7 separate regions of the Mus musculus genome follow, and regions 1, 2, 3, 5, 6 and 7 are each linked to region 4. Evidence: chromatin contacts called from public HiChIP or PLAC-seq, Micro-C and promoter capture Hi-C data. All regions are on one chromosome and are shown on one strand. The core of a region is the stretch at or near the end of the contact, and the rest is flanking DNA. Distances in the headings are between cores, read along the strand shown.

Region 1 (2,913 bases), core at 33-2,532, 710 kb after region 4:
TTGGTCCCTTTTGGGGGATGGGACGGCACTGTGGAGCTCCTTAGGAAGTAGGAGCTAACCAGTGCTGAATTGGGTTCACCCCAGGCCCTTTCTCTACAAAACCAGAAAGTTTGGGCGGGATAGTCATTTAGCTGCCTTTTCCAGGATGTTGGGGTGGGCTGCAATTCTAAACTGAGTGCCTGTGAGTGGTAGGGAGGACTTCTGAGTGGTTTCCTAAGTCGAGGCTTGGTACCTGGACATGGGGGAAGGGTCAGGACTGGAAGGATCGCTGTGGTCCTGTTCCAAGTGTCCCCTTGTTCTCTGCATACATCACTCAGAATCTCTGACCCCATCTTGCCCCATTAGCCAGATCAAAGCTATGGTTCCAACAGAGTTTTGCAGAGGTGAGGAGCTGACTGCAAAGAAATGAGAGCGGCAATGGAGTGGGTCGGGGTGAGGGTCAGGACAGGAGCAGGGCGGGCTAGAAAGGCCAGAGCAGATCTGGGGCGGCATCCCACTCCCAGACTCAAGCTTCCTTCACCTGCTCTTTTCCTACCTCCAGACCTGGCCGAGTTGCAGGAGGTGAACGAGGGTCTGCAGTAGCCAGACGCAGAGGCGGCAGCAGCGGCGGCGGTAGGTGCCGGCCGAGGATGGTGCGGGCCGGGGGACCAGCTCCGCGCTACCTTCTTTGGTCCGGAAGGCGACAGCACTGTCCTTGGTGCTGATGGCGGCTCCGACTATGTCGCTGTCCTTGGTGCTGACGGCGGGTCCCGGGGTCCCCGCGGGCTCCGAGTAGTCGTAGACGAACCAGCGGAAGCTGAGCAGCTGCACGACCAGTGAGGGCAGCAGCACGAAGAGCAGGGTGAGGCCGAAGTAGGTGCTCTGACCCTGCAGGTAGTAGGAGGCCGCCAGCCACAGGTCGGTGGCGCCGTCGGAGAAGAACACGAGCAGCGCGCACAGCACCCAGCAGCAGTCCCGCAGCTCGTAGCGTGGCCCCGGGCACCCCGCCTCCACCGGTCCCGGGCCCGCGATCCCCGCCGCAGCCTCCCCGCGCCCTCCCGCCCCGCCCCGATCTGCTCCCGCCGGCCCCTCGGGCCCCGGGCCGGCCACGGCCGCCGCTCCATCCGACTTCGCGGCCATGTTGGCGGAGCAGGAGGCGGGGAGCGACTTCCGGGCGGCGGAGCGGGTGGGGTGCGGAGTGGGGAGGACCCTGCGCGGGCGGCTCCCGCCTCCCGCTCTTCCTCCGCCGCTCCTCTTCCTCCTCCCCTCTACCTCAATTATTCATCCTTGCCGGCGCCGCCCCGCCCGGGCTCCGGCCTGGATGTGGGCCGCCCCCTGGGAAGGGAGGGGGCCGGGGTGGGGAGAGCATCCCAGGTCACCCTCGCATGGCTTCCTCGGAGGCGTGGGGCCCAACCACATGCTTTCTGCCTCTGGCCTCCCCCTTTGACTGCCCCCGCCCTATCCTCTCCTTTTCCATTGATCTCCTGTGGTACCTCCGGTGGTTTGGGTCTTGCAATGTCCCAGGAGGGTGGGAGGCCGAGGTCTGAGAATAAAAGGACAGGGGTGGGGGCAGCTGCTTGGGCACCTGCCATAACCCGTTAGCAGTCACTCCTTCCAACGCCACTTCCTAGTTCCCCCGTGTTCACTTATTGTTTCATCCCCTCCTTTGATCTTGAGAGATCTCTTTTCTCATTGTCTTTTTCAAGCTGAGAAACTGCGGTTCTCTGAGTTGCGGTCTCTCGGTCTCTCGATCACCTTTCTTTTAGGAACCGCGTTCATCTGGCCACTAGCCTGATTAGGCAAGGCAGAGGAAAGGGATGGGAGGGAACCCCTTGGGAAGGAAAGAGCAAGTGCAAACAGCTACTCCCATCACCACTGGAGGCCACATTTTCTAGGATGTCCGGAAGAGGGGGTGGGGGTGCAGAACGATAAAACTGGCGATTTCCGATGGATTGGACCCTGAAGGGCCAGAAGGTGACAACGGGGGCACCTGCTGCAGAATGTCAGCTGAGGAGTTAGGTGGCTAGGTCAGGATTTAGCAAGAAGACTTGGCAGCCAAAGTGGAGCAGGGATCACAAAGCAGCAGCCTGGAACTGGAGAGAACAGAGGAACATTATAAACACAGTCCATGAGAGGAGCTAGGGGTCTCTCATGTGCCTGAGTACTCCCACACAACTACACCTTGGCTTGGATGGGATATCCTAGGACACTGAACCATTTCTTTGTCATTATTCTAAGCAATGAGGAATCGCTAATCATTTTAGTCTCACAATTTATATGGTCTATATTGTTCTGCCCATTCTATAGATGAGAAAACATAGAGTCAAAAGATACATTTAGTGGCTTAAAATCACATAGTGTTAGAAACAAATTCAAACGTGGCTCTCGAATAGGCTTTGAAAACTCAAGGGAGTGAGGAAGAGTGAGGAGGGGAGGAAGTGAGGTGGAAGGACCACCCTGCCTCAGAGTGACAGGGAAGATAGAAGAGACAGCTGCCCTGGGCTGGGTGGAGCAGCCATCTGCTGTCCTGCAGCCTGGCTTCCCTTTCGTGTCCAGGGACCGTTTTGGTCTCAGTGATGCTTGGGAGGTTGGGGTACCAGCTGTTGCCTAAAGCTAAAAGCAGAGGGGAGGTGTTAAGGGCTAAGGGAGTTTTCCAAGGTGGATTGGAGGCCAGCAGCCCATGTTTAGGCTGTCAGGAGGCTAGAGGTTTCAGTCAGAAAGACTCATCACTCCTAAAGAAGCCAATCTAATATATATAGAACCTTAAGTGGGGTCAGAGAGTCGGCCTGGCTCCTGACACCCCATTGTTAGTCCTTAGAGGTCTGTATCGATGACTTCACAGGTGCTTGCTCGGATGGGACCCGCAAAGATAGGATCCCACCTCTGGGTCCTAACTAAATGGAAGCCTCCATATATCCCATAAACAGTTTGATA
Region 2 (2,700 bases), core at 169-2,668, 830 kb before region 4:
AAAACAAACCAAAAAAAAAACAAGAAGGGGAGAGGGCGGCCTGGCTGGGGATTGATTCTAAATTGGCCAAACCGGGGTGGTTCAAAGTTAACCCGTGCCTTGGTGTTTCTGGGCCCTGGAACATCACAGCCCCCTTATTGCGTCCTTGCTCACCTCTGCCCTCAGCCTCCAATTCTCTCATACCCAGAAAGGGCCTGAGAAGCAGCCCCTGCTAAGCCAGCTCAGAGTAATGTGGTCAGAGTTGGGGCCAAGATTAAGTAGCATGAAGCATGGAGAAAGTAACCCGGCTTGAGAGCTCCCTGTAGCTTACACTGGACCTGGGGACTTGAATATTGTCAGCTACTTACTCTCTTCTTGTGGTCATCTCCCCCACCCCCAAGGACAGGAAGTTTGTGGGTCTTGTTAAACCTTTCATGTTTCTATTCCCAGTATTGGCAAGATGCCTAGTAGAGAGGACCACAATGCTGATCAGACGGGCTGACCCCAGCAATCAGAAATGCTGATGGAGGACCTCTGGATTAAAGGCACCACCATACGCACCCTCCTCGCCCCTGCACCTCCCTATGAGAGGAGATACTTTAATGGACCAATCTCTTCACATTGCAAACATCTGCTGCTTCTGTGTTTCCTTTTTTTCCTTTTCACTAAGTCATGAGTCAAGGTCTGGACTGAGGATGGGACAGTGAACGCTCTCAGGCGTTTTTTTTTTTTTGAGATCAGGGTCTCACTGTGTAGTTCTGGATGACCTGAACTGGGAAGATCCGCCTGCCTCTGCCTCCCAAGTGCTGGGATTAAAGGCAGGCGCCATTGTGGAGTGACCAAATGAATGAACGCTAACTGGGCTCTGGCTACGAAAGAAATTTCAGTAAAAAGACACTGAGATCAAAGCCACACATCCCTTACTCATTTCCTGGCTCCCCTCTTGGGCTTGGCTTCTGGGTGACAGGATAGGGAAGAAAGCATGATGTGAACTAATGGAATAAATGGATCTTAAGACCGGAGATGTGGCTGAAGCGAGCTTTGGAGGTGAGCCTGAAGAGGCAGTCTCTGGGCTGTAAACTGAGGGGGTGGAGACCACAGGTTGAGAGTTTAGGGGGTCATGTGGAGACTGCGGGACGTGCAGAACCGAGTACGAAGTTTGTTCGCTTCGCCAGACCCGCCACCCATCGAGTGGGCGGTGAAGGGGCGGGGCCCATTGCCCACGCCTCCTGCAGGGCACGGCGAGAGGCAGAGGGGAGAAGGCGCCCGGCACCGCCCGGACAAAGCCTGCGCGCGCCCCGCCCCGGGATTGGCCACCCCGCCCCTGGTCCCACCCTCCGTCTCCTGCCCCGCACGCCGCAACCAATGCTCGCCATCGGAGCCTCCGTCGTCACAGCCGCCCCGGCCAATGGAGGAGGCGTTCGGCGGCGCGTGGCTCTTTCGCGGCAAAAAGGATTTGGCGCGTAAAAGTGGCCCGGACTTTGCAGGCAGCGGCGGCCGGGGCGGAGCGGGATCGAGCCCTCGCCGCGGCCTGCCAGTCATGGGCCCGCGCCGCCGCCGCCGCCTGCCTCCCGGGCCACGCGGGCCGTGAGCGCCATGGCCGTAGCCCCCGCGGGCGGCCAGCACGCGCCAGCGCTGGAGGCCCTGCTCGGGGCGGGCGCGTTGCGGCTGCTCGACTCCTCGCAGATCGTCATCATCTCCACCGCGCCCGATGTCGGCGCCCCGCAGCTCCCCGCCGCGCCGCCCACTGGCCCTCGCGATTCTGACGTGCTGCTCTTCGCCACGCCGCAGGCGCCCCGACCCGCGCCTAGTGCACCGCGCCCGGCTCTCGGCCGCCCGCCGGTACGGACCCTAGGCGCGGGCGGGGGAGGGGACGGGCTGCTGCGCTGGGCGGCGCGGAGCCTGGGCTGGGCCTCGGGGCTCCGCCCCGGGGCGCGCATTGACTGACTGCCTTGCCTGTCTGTTTGCTGAGCCTCGCTCCGGGCCTCGGCGTCTTCACCGGAGCGTCGGAACCATTAATGATTGTGTCTCACGTGTATCCAGCTGGTGCTTGCTTAGTGCACGCTCAGGCTTTGGCACCAAATTCCCAATTCTGGTGTGAGCTGGGTGTTGTCACGTGCCCATCTGCCAGAGGGAGGAACTGAGGCCCAGAGATGGGGAAGTGCTTCACGCAGCTGCAGATGGTGGGGCTGATATTTGAACTGATGTCTGCTGGCTTGCTGCAGAACCTATGGCTAGGGAGTGCGCACAGTTGCTTGTTGGAGGTGAGAGAGGGTGACTGTTAGAGACATCTTCGGGAGATCCTCCTTAGTAGCTCTGCCAGGTGCAGGCCTGGCCTTCCAGGCCTCTGGGGATAGGCCTCTTGATTGGGAGGCCTTCTCTGCAGGGGCGGGGTGCTGGGCCAGCTGCTGCAACCCTTCCTTTGCCTGTTCTTCCATCTGCCACCCTTCCAGCTCCTGGTTGCCATGGAACTTTATTAATCAGGCGGACAGACCTCTGAGCCTCTGGAAGACTGGGTGGGCTGGGCCCCTGAGAAGGGGCCTCCAGTTCCTGGAGAGAGAAGACGTGGGAGGGAGATCCCTGGATAAAAGTCTCTTCCTGATTCTAAGCAAGTAGCTCAAGACCACTTTAGGCAGGGGGCCTAGAAAAGGCAGCTGGGTACGAGGAGAGTGGAACTTGGATCTAAGCAGGGGCCAGCTCCGTGAGTGGGCCACTATCTTC
Region 3 (2,700 bases), core at 149-2,648, 730 kb after region 4:
CCCTCCACCCCGGGGAATTTGTGACTGATTAGCCCTTCTCTCAGCCTCAGCCTGCAGCTATAAAACTAAACAGGCATAATCCTGTGAGAAAAAAAAAGTGTCCGTGAAATTCAAGTGAGGCAAAGAATATGAATGGGCTAAGTTTCCCAGAGTCCAAAAAAGGAGACTAAAAAGTGAACCTCAGAGTTAGGCCTTAGGGGAGGTGGCTCCGTGAATGAAGAGTGTTCACTTTGCAAGAATAAGGATCTGAGTTTGAATCTCAAGCGCCTACAGAAAAACCCAGACATGGCTGTGTGAGCAGCAACAAACAGCGACAGGCAGATCCAGAGAGCTCAATGTCTAGCAAGCCTAGCCCAAAAGTGAGCTTCTGTTTCAAGGAGAGGCTCTATTTCAAGACAATAAGGTGAGAATATCAGGGAGAGACAGACACCTGACACCCTAATCTGTCTGGCCTCTGCTTGTGTCTGCAGGAGCACAGAGCACCCTTACACGCATGCAACACACACACACACACACACACACACACACACACACACCACACAAGAAAATAGATGAGATATAGCTCAGTGGTAGAGCGTGGTGTTTGAGAGGCACTGGGGTAATTCCAGTTTCGCACACGGAAAAACAAAAGAGGATTGGTGAGGCAGAAACTCCCAGGCCCAGCGTCTGAGCCTCCAGCTTTGCAACATTGGGGGACCCCTCCGGTTCTGTCAGGCAGTCACCACACACACACACACACACACACACACACACACACACACGCCTCCTCTGGGAAGTCCTGGATCCTAATTCACTCTTACGCTCTTACTGACACTCCACTGCTCCCCTGGACAGTTTCCAGCTCCTTCTGTGAATCTCGGCTTGCTACTGTGGACATTAGATTCAACAAATGCTGCAGCCAGATGCAATTTAAAATAATTACTGCTTCCTTTCCATCTTCCGGGGAGAAAGAGAGAGAGTGAGGGGAATTTCTATCACCCATTATTTACAAACTGGAAGCTGAAAACGTCGTGGATTAAAATATGAGTCTGTCTGCCACACTCAGTTTCTGGGCGTCGTTAAACCGGGACTTTATGATCTCTGTGTCTCCAAATCCCTTATCACTACCTTCCATAATGTGTAATTATTTTGCCTTCAGTGTTCGTTGTTTTCCAATGGGACGACGTTCCTAGAGTCGGGATGTTTTATTTGCAGCCGCGTTCCTGACACCCAATCTGGTATGTAGTGGATGCCCAGGAACCCTTTGAAGGGAGGGAAATGGACAGTGCGTTGTGTTGCTCCTTCAGAGCCTGTAGGGGGCGCACCTGCCCCGCTCCCAAAGCCTACCCCGCCCCTCTGGAGCCCCGCTGCGGCGCTTGCTCTTTTCACTGCGCAGGCGTGCCGGAAGTCCCAGAACAGCGCGTGCGCGGAAGGAGCCAAGGTGAAGTTGTAGCAGTGTGTCAGAAGAGGTGCGTGGCACCATGCTGTCCCCCGAGGCGGAGCGGGTGCTGCGGTACCTGGTCGAAGTAGAGGAGTTGGCCGAGGCCGTGCTGTCGGACAAGCGGCAGGTGAGAGACGTGGCGGCTGCGAGCGCGTAAGTGCGCGGGGTGGCAGGGAGCTCACCCGGTCTTCCGGCGTCACTGGTCCCAGCGGCCTGGCGCGGAGCGAGCACTGGTTCTGTGCTGGATAGTCGCCTTCCTTTCACCCTGCCCGGTCATTGCTGGTCTCCTGGATTCTCACTGTCTGCGGGAGGCTCCCCTGACACCACTTTCCAAACGCAGTCCCTGGCCCATCGTGAATCAGGTTACTGAGACATGGGCGGCATGTGTCTGGGCAATGCGCTGGGGTGTGTGGGTGTGATGTGTGGGTGTGTGGGTGTCGGGCGCGGGGGTGAGGGGTTGAGGGCCTCGTAGATCCGAAAGGGGTGCTTGGTTCTGTTTCTGTGGTAAGTGGTTAGTCCCTAAAGGGAGTTCGTGCTGGGGATCGGTTGCTTTAGACTCTAAACTTTAGAGGGCTTACTGTGTTGTCTAGGTTAGCCTTGAACAATCCGTGGTCTATCCTTGTCAGTCTCCTGAGTTCTGGGATTATAGGCGTGCATTTGGATGTTAAATGCCTCTCTCTGGCTGCTTCCTAGAGAGCGGGGAACCATTCAGGTGATCCCGATGGTCTAGAGTTAGACCAGATGGTAGTGATGGGGCGAGACATATACTTGATATATTTGATGGTCTTCAAACGCTGTCATAATGGCCATAATGGTTCTTTGTGGTCTATATTTGAGAAGGCTTGGTGGTTCACTAGCTGCGGCCCCAGATGTCACCTCTTGAGTAGTTAGCTGTCATAGTGGTACCATGCCACAGCTGTTCCAGTCCAGTATGGTTGAGTGTCTGGTGAGACTGTCAGAGTTACCTAACAAGAGTGTGTCAGTAGTCACTGTCTAGAGAAGACACTCAGCTCACTCCCTGGTGACTCTGGTACACTCTCAAGGTTGACTGGATGACACAAAATGATTCAATCTGCAGGCATTTTCCTAGCACCTTCTCTGGAGGAAGGAGGTTTGTGTCGAAGCAGAGGAGCTGGAAGCTGAGTGGGTAAAGAAGCACCTTCCCACCTGAGTCCTCCATGTTAGGCAAGACCTTGGAACTTAGCCAGAAATGATACCTTGTCTCTTCAGATTGGGGCTGGAGGCAGCTGAGTCCCCATCTGCTCCTGTTTTCAGATTGT
Region 4 (2,768 bases), core at 100-2,599:
TCCTCAGAAATGGCTTACCTGTAAAATGAATAAGACCCTACCTTCCTCACAGAGCTGTGGTAAGTATCAGAAAAGCACACCGCCTCCCAAGCTTCTATGTCCTGGCACTTTGACACCACAAAAGTATGAAACAGTTTCTAGATGGAGAAGGAGGAGTAGCACACAGGATATGACTCTGGAGTTGAGTTACTTGCTGGACAACGTAAGGCAAGTCCTTTCCCTACCCAAAGTCTCAGACTCGCCTCTGTAAAAGAATGATGAGCAGCTCAGCACAGTGGGGGAACTGCAGTCACCTCTCAGCCCCACAGAGAAAATAAAATGAGCAAAACACAACAGAGGGGAAAGAAAGAGAATAAAGATAGCATCTTTTCAAGGCAATGTGACTATTAAATGACACAATGCTACATCAAGCTCTTAACACAATGCCTTATACACAAGTGCCCATTAAAGAGCTATCTTGATTAATGCTAGTCAAGACATCCCATCACCGGCAGACATCAGGCCTAGCTGAACTTCCCTCAATGGGCCACCGGATCCTCATCGCCAAGATGCAGAGGTCAGGCTATACCCTGCAGTACTGGTATCGCCCTTTTACAGTAATTACAGAAATTATCTTGGCCATGTATTCATTTTCTTGCTTCCTGGCTCTCTACCCACAAAGCAGACTCCTAGAAAGCATGTCTTTGCCTGTCTACTCCCTGATGAGACCGGGGCCTAGCATTTACTAGGCACTCAACCACCACCCGCGGACCGCCTGACTTCTGCCAGGCACCGAGCTGAAACCTTTCTGTGCTTAATTCTACTGTCTCCATTTTACGGAGGAGGAAACTGAGGCACGGGGAGGCTGAAGCGCCTGCCTAAGGTCGCACTCTGCGGCCAACTCCGCGGACCAACTCCCACCCATTATGCAACGACGCCTCCTACACCCAGGGTCCCCACCGCGCCCCTCGCGCGCGCGCGCGCGCGCCCGTGGGCACACACCCTCCAGGCCCAGCCGCAAAGTCAGGACTTCGCCGGTCACCACTAGGCAGCCCCCACTTCCGGCCCACGCCCCGCCCCCGGGACAACGGAGCGCGCGCCCCCGGCCCAGGCCGCGCACCGGATCGCGGCCCCGCCCTTCCCCCCCACTGCCCGCGCGGCTCCGCACTGCTCACGAGGAGCCGCCTCCCGTGAATTCCCGACTGCTGCCGCCGCCCGGGCCCGCCAGCCGCCTCACCGGCTTTCTCAGGACCCGCGTCCGCCGTCCGCGCGCCCGGCTCCGGTTCCGTCTTCGTCTCGTTCAAACCGTCGGACCCCGCCCGCCCGCGCGCGATGACCTCACACGCACCCCGCCGTGACGCGCCGACGCAGGGGCTCGTCATCTCCCGCCCGGCCTTTTATAGAGACGGACTGGCCTGCGAGCCGGAGGCGGGGCCGAATGCTTGATCGACAGCTGGCATGCCCGGGGGCGGGGAGCAAGCCTGTTGGGCACGTGGTCAGTTGCGACCAATGACGTGTGAGTCCTCTGAGGAGGCGGAGTCCAGTTGCACATTCTGGTTTGCTGTAGCCCAGAAGAAAATTCGTTTGACCAAGATGGATTAATGAATAGGCTCGGGAGGAAGGTTAGCTCGCCTAGCATACATGAATCCCTGGTTTCAGTCCCCAACACCACAGATGGCAGCTGTGGTGGAACACACCTATCTTGCCAGCAAATCGTTTTGTCATCATCCCAGACCCTCTCTCTGGGAGTTCAGCCTGAGGTACACGAGACCCTGTCTCAGAAAGAAAAAACTGGGAGTGCTAGGCCACTCGTGTACACTTGGACAGGAAAGAGAATCACTGTAAATTCAAGGCCAGCCTGGTCTACAGTAGCAAGCTAGCCAGAGCTACACAGCGAGATCTGGTCTCAACAAAGAAAAAATGGCCATCGAAATGCTTTAGCAGGTGCATGCCCCCAAACCTGACAACATGAGTTCAAACCCCAGGACCCACTGATAGAAGGTGAGACGCGAGTCCTGCAAGTTGTCCTCTGACTAACACACATGGGCAGTGCCACTCGCATGCCTACACACACGCAAATATGCCCACAAATAACTGTGGTGGTATGAACGTTTAATCCCAGGACTCAGTAGGTAGAGACAAGAGAATCTCTGAGATCAAGGCCAGCCAGAGAGCTACACAGTTATTGTTTGCCTTTAAATTTAAAAAAAAAAAAAAAGATTTGGCGCCTGTTTTAGTTAGTGTTACAATTCCTGTAATGAAACATGACCAAAGCAACTTGGAGAGGAGAGTGCTTATTTAGCTTACTCTTCCATATTATCTCTGTTCATCACTGAAGGAAAACAGGGCAGGAACCTAGAGCCAGGAGTGGATGCAGAAGCCATGGAGGGATGTCGGTTACTAGCTTACTCCTCATGGCTTGCTCAGCCTGCTTTCTTATACAACCTGTCTTAGTCAGGGTTTCTATTCCTGCACAAACATCATGACCAAGAAGCACTTGGGGAGGAAAGGATTTATTCAGCTTACTCTCCCACATTGCTGTTCATCACCAAAGGAAGTCAAGACTGGAACTCAAACAGGTCAGGAAGCAGGAGCTGATGCAGAGGACATGGAAGGATGTTCTTTACTGGCTTAGTTCCCCTGGCTTGCTCAGCCTGCTCTCTTATAGAACCCAAGAATACCAGCCCAGAGATGGTCCCACCCACAAGGGGCCCTCCCCACTTGATCACTAATTGAGAAAATGACTTGCGGCTGGATCTCCTGGAGGCCTTTCCCCAACTGATGCTCCT
Region 5 (2,815 bases), core at 86-2,585, 700 kb before region 4:
TGTTGTTTTTGTTATTTTGTTTTGTTTGGGGCAGGGTGCCACAATGTAACCCTGGCTGGCCTGTATAGATCAGGCTGACCTCAAACTCAGCCTCCAACGTGCCTCAAATACCTGTTTTTAGACTGTCACCTGGCATAGACAAAGAAATATCCACAAAGCACGAGTCCCTCTCTTAAACTCAAATTCAGAATCTAGTCTGTCAAGTTTGTTGCCATAGTCTCTGGACTTAGAGTGATAATTTGTATTTAGATGATTTAATAAATATTAAATGAATCGAATGCAAATTGCCTGGTGCTCAAGTAATGTTGGCTATTACTGCTATTTTAATGACAATTAAATTTTTATTGTTCTTATTAAACGATGCCATCCCTCCTCCAAGGATCTTACAATTCTAGGAAGAACGTCTGTAAATGGGATAGCGAAATGGAGGTAAGAATAAAAACACAACTGAGTCACATAGTAGGACTAGTCAAAGACAATATTAAACAAACTAACAAAACACAACCAGACGCCAACTTCGGACTTTTCCGAGGAACACACATAACAAACTGTGATTACGATAGTGAGTTTTCACACTTGAGTATGATGTGCAACTGTGTGTTCAGGGGATTTTACTGGATTCACTAAACCCTACTACAGAGCATTCAGAGTACGTTCCTCACAACCCATTTTTCAGATCGAGCAACTGAGACTTTTGGAGCGCCAAGGTCACAGCCTACTCGCGAGGGAGCCAGGACATGAACCCAAAGCAGTCCGACCCCAGAGCCTACATTCAACAGGGCCCTCCGGAATATCAGCCCGGCATCCTCCAACATCTACCACTCGTCGCTCCAATTCCGGCGTGTTTCCCGGGACCGGACTTTCAGCCCCGATGCCGCGAAAACAAAACAATACTTCTCTCGCGGACAGTCCATAGGGCGCCCGCCAGGCCTGAGCTCCAAGGCCGCTCCACACAGTCCTGCTCAGCACCCGGAGCCGCGAGCCCCACAGGAAGCGCCGGGATAGCCCCGAGGGCCCCGGAAGGCCGGGGAGCCGCATGACCTTGGATCCAGTGCCCCAATCCCGGCCTCAGTTTCCCTGCCCAGGCCTCCCGCCGGGGGGCCTCTGCAAAGCCTCCCGCCTATGGAGCAGCAGGCCCCTCAACACACACCCCTCAGCCGTCCGCCTTCCCGCCCCACTTACGTTGGAAGGCGGCCGCTCCAGGGACGCCCACCATCGCGGAGCGCAGTCTGTCGCGAGCGCCGCTCGCTTCGACCCTCTGCCTGAGCCCTCCGCAGGCGCAGGCCGGGACCTGCACCCGCCGAACTCGCCCGCACCAGCGCCGCCGCCGCCGCTGCCGCCGCCGCCGTTAGGCCGCGCGCCGCCCCGCCCCCAGACAGCCCCGGCACGCCCCCGCCGCGCGCTCCCGCGCGCAGACCAACGCACGCGGAAGACGGGCCCGAGGGCGCTCACGCGAAGCACCGCCTCCTGACCTGGCCCGCCCCTTCCGCGCCAGGCTGCGTCCTATCCTGGAGCGGCCTGCACTTCGACCCGCCTCCCGCGCGCTATGCGTGGCCGCAGGGAGCCGCCCTTCTCCGAGCTCCAGACTTCCGGATGTGGCCTGGGCGGCAACCTAGGAACGGGGGCGGAGTCCCGGGGCGGGGCTTCGGGGAGGGACGTTTCAGGTGCAGGCCTTGTAACGCTTTGACGGTTGTATTGGGTGTTAAAATTGTTCTTTCCTCCTTTTACTTATTTGTTTTTACATTGACTTATTGCATATGTGTGCGTGTATATGTTTGAGGGAGTCCAACGCATGTATGTGAATGTCAGAGAACAAGTCGGGAGCAGGCTCTCCTTTCACCCTGTGGATCCAGCAGGTCAAATTTCGGGCATCAAGTTTGTTTGACAGCAAGCATCTTTGCCAAATTAGCTATCTCGCAGATTTCTACATCTTTTGCGGCTATAGGAATCTAAATGTTTAAAACAACTAGCTGTCATTACTGATTTCTGTATCAGATCAAGGGGCTTTGTGGGGTTTGTCTGTGTTTGTGAGGAGGGGCACGTGTATGTGCAGGGGTTTTTTTGTTGTTGGTGGTGGTTTTTTGACACAGTCTCACTTGTAGCTCTAGCTGTCCTGGAACTCACAGATAATCTATCTACCTAACTCTACCTCCCAAGTGCTTGGGACTAAAGGCCTGAACTACCAGGCCTGGTTAAGTGCAGGTTTATTTTGGTTTGTTGAAACAATGTCATAATGTACATTTGGCTATTCTGAACTCACTGACCTACACCAGGTTAGCCTTGAACCTTAAGCTATACTTCTAAGTCTATCTCCCAAAGCTGTGTCTATAACACCAGCAGGCCTCACAAAAAGTTGTTTCTGAAAAGGGCCTATTTTGTATGTCTAGCTGGGCTGGAACACACAGTGTAGCCACAAAAGCCTGGAACTCTCACACATCCTCCTCCCGTGGCCTCCCAAGTGCTGGGATTGTAAGCAAGAGTCACTAGCCTGTCTTCAACAGCTGCTTTTATACACTCTGCAATTAACCATCTCAGTACCAAATACAGTTTCTCCCCTTTTCTACACATTCGCTAGAGTCTCTCCCACTGGGTTGTCCACCTATTTCTGTTAGCAAACTCAAAACATAAATCCTCCGAGCAACCCAAGAAAGTACTCTGATCCTAGCATGAGTTCTCTGCCATTCTGTCTCTCAAAGATTCAAAATCAGGAACTATAACTAAAATGAAGCCAGCCTGGCATAGTGGCACAGACCTGTAATCCCACCCTAGGGAAACTAGCAAAATAACTGCCAACCCAAAGCCAGCCAGGGCCACA
Region 6 (2,943 bases), core at 325-2,824, 670 kb before region 4:
CAAAACTATTTTTAACTCTTGTTTCTGGAATCTGGTGTCCTCTTCTGGCCCTCGAGGACTATATGTGGAGCACAGATACGCATAAAGGCAAAACATCAATCCACAAAGAAATTAAAATAATTTAAAAAGTATAACCTGGAACTTGCTATGAACTATAGTTCGTCTAGAATTAATCATGATCCTTCTGCCTCAGTCTCCAGAATGCTGTGATTGCAAATGGATGGCATCTTGCTTAGTTCGATAAGTGCTCCGTGAGTGAAGAGTGAAATTATCTCCTGTTGCTATGCATGCAGGGCAAGGGAGTAGGAGGGATGTGAGCCTGGAAGCCAGAAAGACCCAGGTTAGAAGAGAGGTCTGCTTTTAGTACTCATGTGTCTCAGTTATGCAGGGTTTACCCAAGGCACAAATGATAGCATAGATCAGCCAGCTCATGTGTCATGCAAACACAGAATAAGTGACATACATGTATTGCATATATATATATATATATATATATATATATATATATATATAAAATCATATGTCATTTTATTTATTTTCACTATTTTTGTGTGCATGGGTGTACTTGTTTGCAATGTGAATACAGGTTCCCAAGGAAACTAGTGGTGTCAGATCTCCATGGAGCTGGAGTTACAAGTGGTTGTGAGCTGCCCAATGTGCATGCTGTGAATTTTACTCTGCTCCACTGTAAGAGCAGCCCATGCTCTCTCTCTCTTTCTCTCTCTCTCTTCTGGTTTTTTGAGACAGGGTTTCTCTGTGTAGCCCTGGCTGTCCCGAAACTCACTCTGTAGACCAGGCTGGCCTCAAACTCAGAAATCCGCCTGCCTCTGCCTCCCAAGTGCTGGGATTAAAGGCGTGTACCACCACGCCCGGCTTTTTTTTTTTTTTTTTTTTTTTTCAGCCCATGCTCTTAACCGCTGAGCCTTCTATCTCTTTATGTCTTTTCACTTTTATTTTTATTTTTTAAAGGCAGGGTCTCATGTAGCCTAGACTGGACTCAAACTTGCAGACCCTTCAGCCTCTACCTTCAAGTGATGGGACCAAACCCTCAAAGGAGTGGCATTTCTCCTCCTGGTGGGTGGGTAGGCTTACCTCTTTAGAGGCTGCACCCTTAAGCTGAGTCAGGCCCACAGACTGTTACTGGTACCCTCTCCCCATGGCTCACAAAACGTGAGAAACCATCTTCCTTAGCTCGTTTGCCAGTTAACTCTGTCTGCAAAGTCCCTGGAGCCTATGGTCCTGACACAGGCAGCCCTACCCCAGGATCCTTGATTCTTTTTCTTGTCCTTCAGCTTCCACGAGCTACGGTCCAATCCTCGACGGCGCACAGAACTGGATCCTTGTGTTGCCCCATCCATAGAATCCGGCCCCTTTATGTTCCGCAGAGCGCCCCACCCTCAACCTCCTCTAACTGTGGCCGTGAGGGAACGCGGTTCTGACCCACTCCCAAGTGATCCCGCTGCACATCTTTAGTTTACCGGGTAGCGTCTCTTCAGTCACTCCCGGGGCCCCGCCCCCGTTAGCCCCGCCCCCGACAGCCTGTCCTCCGAAGCTCCGCCCCCGAGGCCGGGGTAGGGTGGCGACTGGCTCTGCTGCCCCGCCGCCCTCTGCCCTGGGCGCTGGGTCGGAGCGGGCCGGGTACGGCGGGACCGGGCGAGCGCAGTGTACTGGGACTTCGAGGCGAAGATGGCGTCAGGCAGGCGCGCTCCGCGCACCGGGTTGCTGGAACTGCGCTGCGGGGCGGGCTCCGGGGCGGGTGGCGAGCGGTGGCAGCGGGTGTTGCTCTCTCTGGCGGAGGACGCGCTGACCGTGAGTCCCGCCGACGGCGAGCCCGGCCCGGAGCCGGAGCCCGCGCAGCTCAACGGCGCCGCTGAGCCCGGCGCGGCGCCCCCACAGCTGCCAGAAGCGCTGCTGCTCCAGCGGCGCCGCGTGACGGTGCGCAAGGCCGACGCCGGCGGGCTGGGCATCAGCATCAAGGGTAGGTGTGGGGCACCCAGGGCACGGGGTCGTGTTGTCTGTGCTGCTGCGGAGCGCTCAGGGGTCATGGGGGCTGGTAAACGAAAACCTGTCTAGGGCGGAAAGGAGTCTCCGGGGGAGGAAGGAACAGAGTGAGGGAAGAGCACCAAGGTCGGAAGGGGCTTGGGGAGTTCAGGTGACTCAGAAGACACAAGTGTGGAAGGATGGGGGGGCGCACCAAGGACATTGGTGCTTAGTTCTGTTTTGAAGCAAAATGGTAGCTATGGGTACCAAGGGCAGGAGGGTCCCCGGGAAGACTGACAGGGGCGGGGGCGGCGGTGAAAGGAAAGGGACTTGAGGCCTGGGACACTGCTAGAACAAGAAGGAGGTGGAAGTCATGAGACACAACCTAGGCAGACTGGTAAAGGCCTGGAGTCTGGGAGCCCAATGTGGGTGCCAGAGATGGGTAGGAGGCACAGGCATTAGCAGAGAAGGGGCCAGTAAGGACCTAGACATCTTGGGCTTCAGAGGCTGTTTGCCTATGCTGGGAGTCCTGATGGCTAGGGTTGAGTCTCCTCATCTGCCCATTTGTACATGAACAGGTACATGGAGAGAGTGAACCCAGAGTTGCCATTCCTTCCTGAGAATTCTTAGTTTCCAAGACTGACAAGTGTTTGGCATGATCTCAATCTCATGTATGCCAGGCTAGACACATGGTCACTATGTAGCAGAGGAGAACACTGAATATAATCTTCCTATTTCCACCTCCAGAGTGTTGGGATTACTGGGCTCTGCTGCTAAAATAGGTTTATGTTGTGCTGGGGATCAAGCCTAGAGCTTTATAGATGCCAAGCAAGCACTTTACCGACTGACTCCTTCCCTAACTCATTTAGGCTGCCATTGGAGTTCTAGAACTGTGAACTTCCACAAGTCACTTCCCATTTCTGAGTCTGTTTTGGTAACTTTACAATGAGGATGTTTCTGAGA
Region 7 (2,700 bases), core at 196-2,695, 920 kb before region 4:
AGTACTGGATATTATAAACACTCTTAGGAGGATAAATCCACTAAAGGTCACAGTCCCGGAAGAAATTTCCCTGGTAACCTTCTGGGTTAAATACTTGTTTGCATGATTCCTAAGCCAGCCCCCCCCCCCCACCTCTCTCTATCTCTCAACTTCGGCCCACTCTCAAGGGGTGACCTGTCACGCTATGATTCATGCTCACATTGTTGTAACAAAAACACACATGAGCATTTTGACTTTCTTTACAGTCATTCACACATTTTCACATCCATCTCACTGAAGAAAACTACAAGGTACTTCCTAGACAGTTTCGATTCCTAGACAGGAAGCAAAGAAGCTTTCAAGTTCCAATCAACAACAGGACTGGGTCAACAGAGGCAGAGTCCTCGTCATTTCTGGTTCAGGAGGAACGGGGAAGTGGTGAGTCACAAGAGGGTAAGGCTTACAACACGGAAGCTCTGAGAATCACAGGGTTATCGACATCTTAGGTCTTCCAGTGGCCAGCTCCTAGCCGGTGGATGTGGAACTCAAAACTTAACAAGTACACTCAACAAGTGAACAGACAGAGCGGGTCCCAGAGGGTCTCTTCACTCCCCAGTTCTCTTTTTTCTCCATAAAGGAAGCTTCTCAAGAAGACTCCTAAGTCAGGGGCAGAAGGCAGCTCAGACGTCACCAAGGGCTCAGGAGAGGACAGAGGTGGACCAAGAAACACATAAATGATAGGGTGGGGCAAAGAAATGAACCAAGGTGGGGGTAGAGGCAGTGGCTGGGAAGATGGGTGAGGCCAAAGAGAAAAGAATACAATGGAACAGAGTGGAACAGACTGAGCAAAGTTAAAGTGCTGTGAGATCTGGGTCAGAAGAGGCCTGCCAGGGTAGGGAGAGTTTGAAGGGAGTCTGATGATGCAAGTGAACCGGCTCAAGGAGACCCAGAAGGAGTCAGATGGAAAGGGATCCCCGGCTCGGCTGGACAACGAAAGAAGTCTGGCCGGAGAGTTCCAGAGTCGAGAGAGACCCCGAAACGAGTTAGACAAAGTGGAGTCCGGGCCTGGGGAGCCTTAGGAGAGCCAGTGGAGAGTCTGATGGGGCCCCAGCCGTCTCACCGCGTTTATTTTTGGTGCCGTGCTTCTTGGCAGCCGTCAGCTCCTGTTCGATTTTCTTCTCCAGGAACTCCTGCTTCTTGCTTAACATCTCCTCCGTGTCCCGAAGCCGCTGGATGGCCTCCTGGGGGGTCGGGCCGCCCTTGCCCGCCTTACCCCCTCCAGCCCCGAACAGCTTCCCGAACACCGACATGGTTGCTGCTCGCCGCGCCGGCCTCCGGCGCCCACTCCGGCTCGGCTCGGCTCGGCTCGGCTCGGCTCCCGCGCCCACTCCCGGCCTGCCGCTCCCCGCAGCCGCAGGCCTCGCCTCCACCTCCGCCCCGCAGCTGGGCCCGGCCGCGCCACCTCCCACAGGCCCCCACGCCCGGGCCCGGCCGGCGTCAGGGCAACGCGCCGCTGACTACAGCTCCCAGAGCACCACGCGCCCGCAGCCCCTCGAGTCTAAGGGAGGACCGCGCGCTGCAAGCCGGGAGTCTGAGTTTTCCGGCTCCTGGCGTACTATGGCGCATCTTTTTAGTCTCGCAGAGGTCAAAGGGCAATGTGGCATGCTGGAAAATGTAGTCTCTTTGGAATGTGTTCCGTAGAGATGAAAGACCAGGAAGAGAAGAAATAACTATTACAAAAAGAGGGGTTCGTTGTGCTGGTCCGTGATAGAACCCTGGACCTAATTCACAGCACGGGAAGTAATAGTGATAACAACATCACTCATTTTCTATGATCTCTGGAACATAGTACTTTACAATCATAATCACATTTGATTCTTAAAGCAGTTTACAACAGATAATGCTGTTCCTATTTTGTGTGTCTGTTTTGGAACCAGACTTTCATGTAGCCTAAGCTGGCCTTGAAGTTCCTAAGGATCAGAGGCTGGCCTGTCTCTGCCTCTGAAGTGTTGGATCTGTGCTGTTCCTAATTTATATGTCAGTGAATCAAGCCCAGGAAACTGGCTGTCTAACTAGCTTACTTTACCAGACCGGTCAGTTCTCTCTACTTGGATGAGCTGTCATTCTCTTTATTCACCTAAGAGACCTTCTGAAACCTAAAATAGACTAACCACCTTGGCAGTGTAATTCAACAGCAAAGCTTCAAAATCAGCCTCGAATATTCATTTAGATACTTACTTCCTCTTGCTTTCCAAAGCTGTAAATTTGAAATTGTCACAAGTCCTCTTAAAAGAGTTTGTAAGTGAGATAGGAATATAAAGGGCCCAGCTGACTACAGGCACTCAAATAAAGATGTGTGTTTTAAACAGGACTTGGCAATTCATGCCTATAATCTCACATCTTTTGAAAGGCTGAGATAAGAGGGCTGCCATGTGGTGGCACATGCCTTTAATCCCAGAGGCAAAGGCAGAGGCAGGTAGATTTCTGAGTTATAGGCCAGCCTAGTCTACAGACTGAGTTCCAGGACAGCCAGGGCTATACAGAGAAACCCTGACTTGAAAAAACCTCCTGAATGTAATTGTATTTCTGGCACTGAAAAAAAAAAAAGAAAGAAAGAAAGAAAGAAAGAAAGAAAGAAAGAAAAAGAAAAAACCTCCTGTCTGTTTGAGTTCTGACCTGCTTTCATGATGATCAATGATATGGAAGTATAAGCTCAGTAAA

Evidence for each region. Promoter capture Hi-C pulls out the DNA fragments that hold promoters and counts their contacts. Hi-C and Micro-C count contacts between places; a contact is called where the count stands out from the background. HiChIP or PLAC-seq counts read pairs in DNA pulled down with a chosen protein or histone mark. Capture Hi-C pulls out chosen DNA fragments and counts their contacts.
Region 1: a contact with region 4 is called in a promoter capture Hi-C map of pre-B cells, with 5 times the contacts expected there. The contact joins the promoter of Xkr7 here to the promoter of Mapre1 in region 4. A contact is called at or near these places in 2 of 39 promoter capture datasets (liver and pre-B cells) and 1 of 484 Hi-C or Micro-C datasets (embryonic stem cells).
Region 2: a contact with region 4 is called in a promoter capture Hi-C map of liver. The contact joins the promoter of E2f1 here to the promoter of Mapre1 in region 4. A contact is called at or near these places in 1 of 484 Hi-C or Micro-C datasets (muscle stem cells), 3 of 115 datasets of contacts at active chromatin or transcription factors (embryonic stem cells and extraembryonic endoderm stem cells) and 2 of 9 other capture datasets (adipose tissue and liver).
Region 3: a contact with region 4 is called in a promoter capture Hi-C map of adipose tissue. The contact joins the promoter of Pdrg1 here to the promoter of Mapre1 in region 4. A contact is called at or near these places in 1 of 39 promoter capture datasets (pre-B cells), 1 of 484 Hi-C or Micro-C datasets (CD4 T cells), 2 of 115 datasets of contacts at active chromatin or transcription factors (extraembryonic endoderm stem cells and microglia) and 2 of 9 other capture datasets (adipose tissue and liver).
Region 5: a contact with region 4 is called in a Micro-C map of embryonic stem cells, with 11 times the contacts expected there. The contact joins the promoter of Cbfa2t2 here to the promoter of Mapre1 in region 4. A contact is called at or near these places in 4 of 484 Hi-C or Micro-C datasets (CD4 T cells, Th1 cells, embryonic stem cells and 1 more), 2 of 115 datasets of contacts at active chromatin or transcription factors (extraembryonic endoderm stem cells and thymic regulatory T cells) and 1 of 9 other capture datasets (liver).
Region 6: a contact with region 4 is called in an H3K27ac HiChIP or PLAC-seq map of embryonic stem cells, with 3 times the contacts expected there. The contact joins the promoter of Snta1 here to the promoter of Mapre1 in region 4. A contact is called at or near these places in 3 of 115 datasets of contacts at active chromatin or transcription factors (all in embryonic stem cells).
Region 7: a promoter capture Hi-C map of pre-B cells shows a contact between it and region 4, with 5 times the contacts expected there. The contact joins the promoter of Chmp4b here to the promoter of Mapre1 in region 4. A contact is called at or near these places in 7 of 39 promoter capture datasets (the 3T3-L1 cell line, cranial neural crest, hematopoietic stem and progenitor cells and 4 more), 1 of 484 Hi-C or Micro-C datasets (myocytes) and 1 of 115 datasets of contacts at active chromatin or transcription factors (memory CD8 T cells).

What each region holds. Positions count from the first base shown.
Region 1 is chr2:153,030,221-153,033,133 of GRCm38.p6, reverse strand. It overlaps Xkr7 (X-linked Kx blood group related 7), which reads right to left and starts at 1,282. Exons shown (of 3, transcript NM_001011732.1): 1 at 536-1,282. The coding sequence starts at 1,119.
Region 2 is chr2:154,568,610-154,571,309 of GRCm38.p6, reverse strand. It overlaps E2f1 (E2F transcription factor 1), which reads left to right and starts at 1,418. Exons shown (of 7, transcript NM_007891.5): 1 at 1,418-1,821. The coding sequence starts at 1,576.
Region 3 is chr2:153,014,081-153,016,780 of GRCm38.p6, reverse strand. Pdrg1 (p53 and DNA damage regulated 1) reads left to right here and starts at 1,398. Exons shown (of 5, transcript NM_178939.2): 1 at 1,398-1,547; 2 at 2,696-2,700. The coding sequence starts at 1,461.
Region 4 is chr2:153,739,868-153,742,635 of GRCm38.p6, reverse strand. Mapre1 (microtubule-associated protein, RP/EB family, member 1) reads right to left here and starts at 1,349. Exons shown (of 7, transcript NM_007896.3): 1 at 1,217-1,349.
Region 5 is chr2:154,435,004-154,437,818 of GRCm38.p6, reverse strand. It overlaps Cbfa2t2 (CBFA2/RUNX1 translocation partner 2), which reads right to left and starts at 1,335. Exons shown (of 11, transcript NM_172860.2): 1 at 1,183-1,335. The coding sequence starts at 1,216.
Region 6 is chr2:154,406,715-154,409,657 of GRCm38.p6, reverse strand. It overlaps Snta1 (syntrophin, acidic 1), which reads left to right and starts at 1,574. Exons shown (of 8, transcript NM_009228.2): 1 at 1,574-1,978. The coding sequence starts at 1,687.
Region 7 is chr2:154,655,771-154,658,470 of GRCm38.p6, reverse strand. It overlaps Chmp4b (charged multivesicular body protein 4B), which reads right to left and starts at 1,445. Exons shown (of 5, transcript NM_029362.3): 1 at 1,100-1,445. The coding sequence starts at 1,289.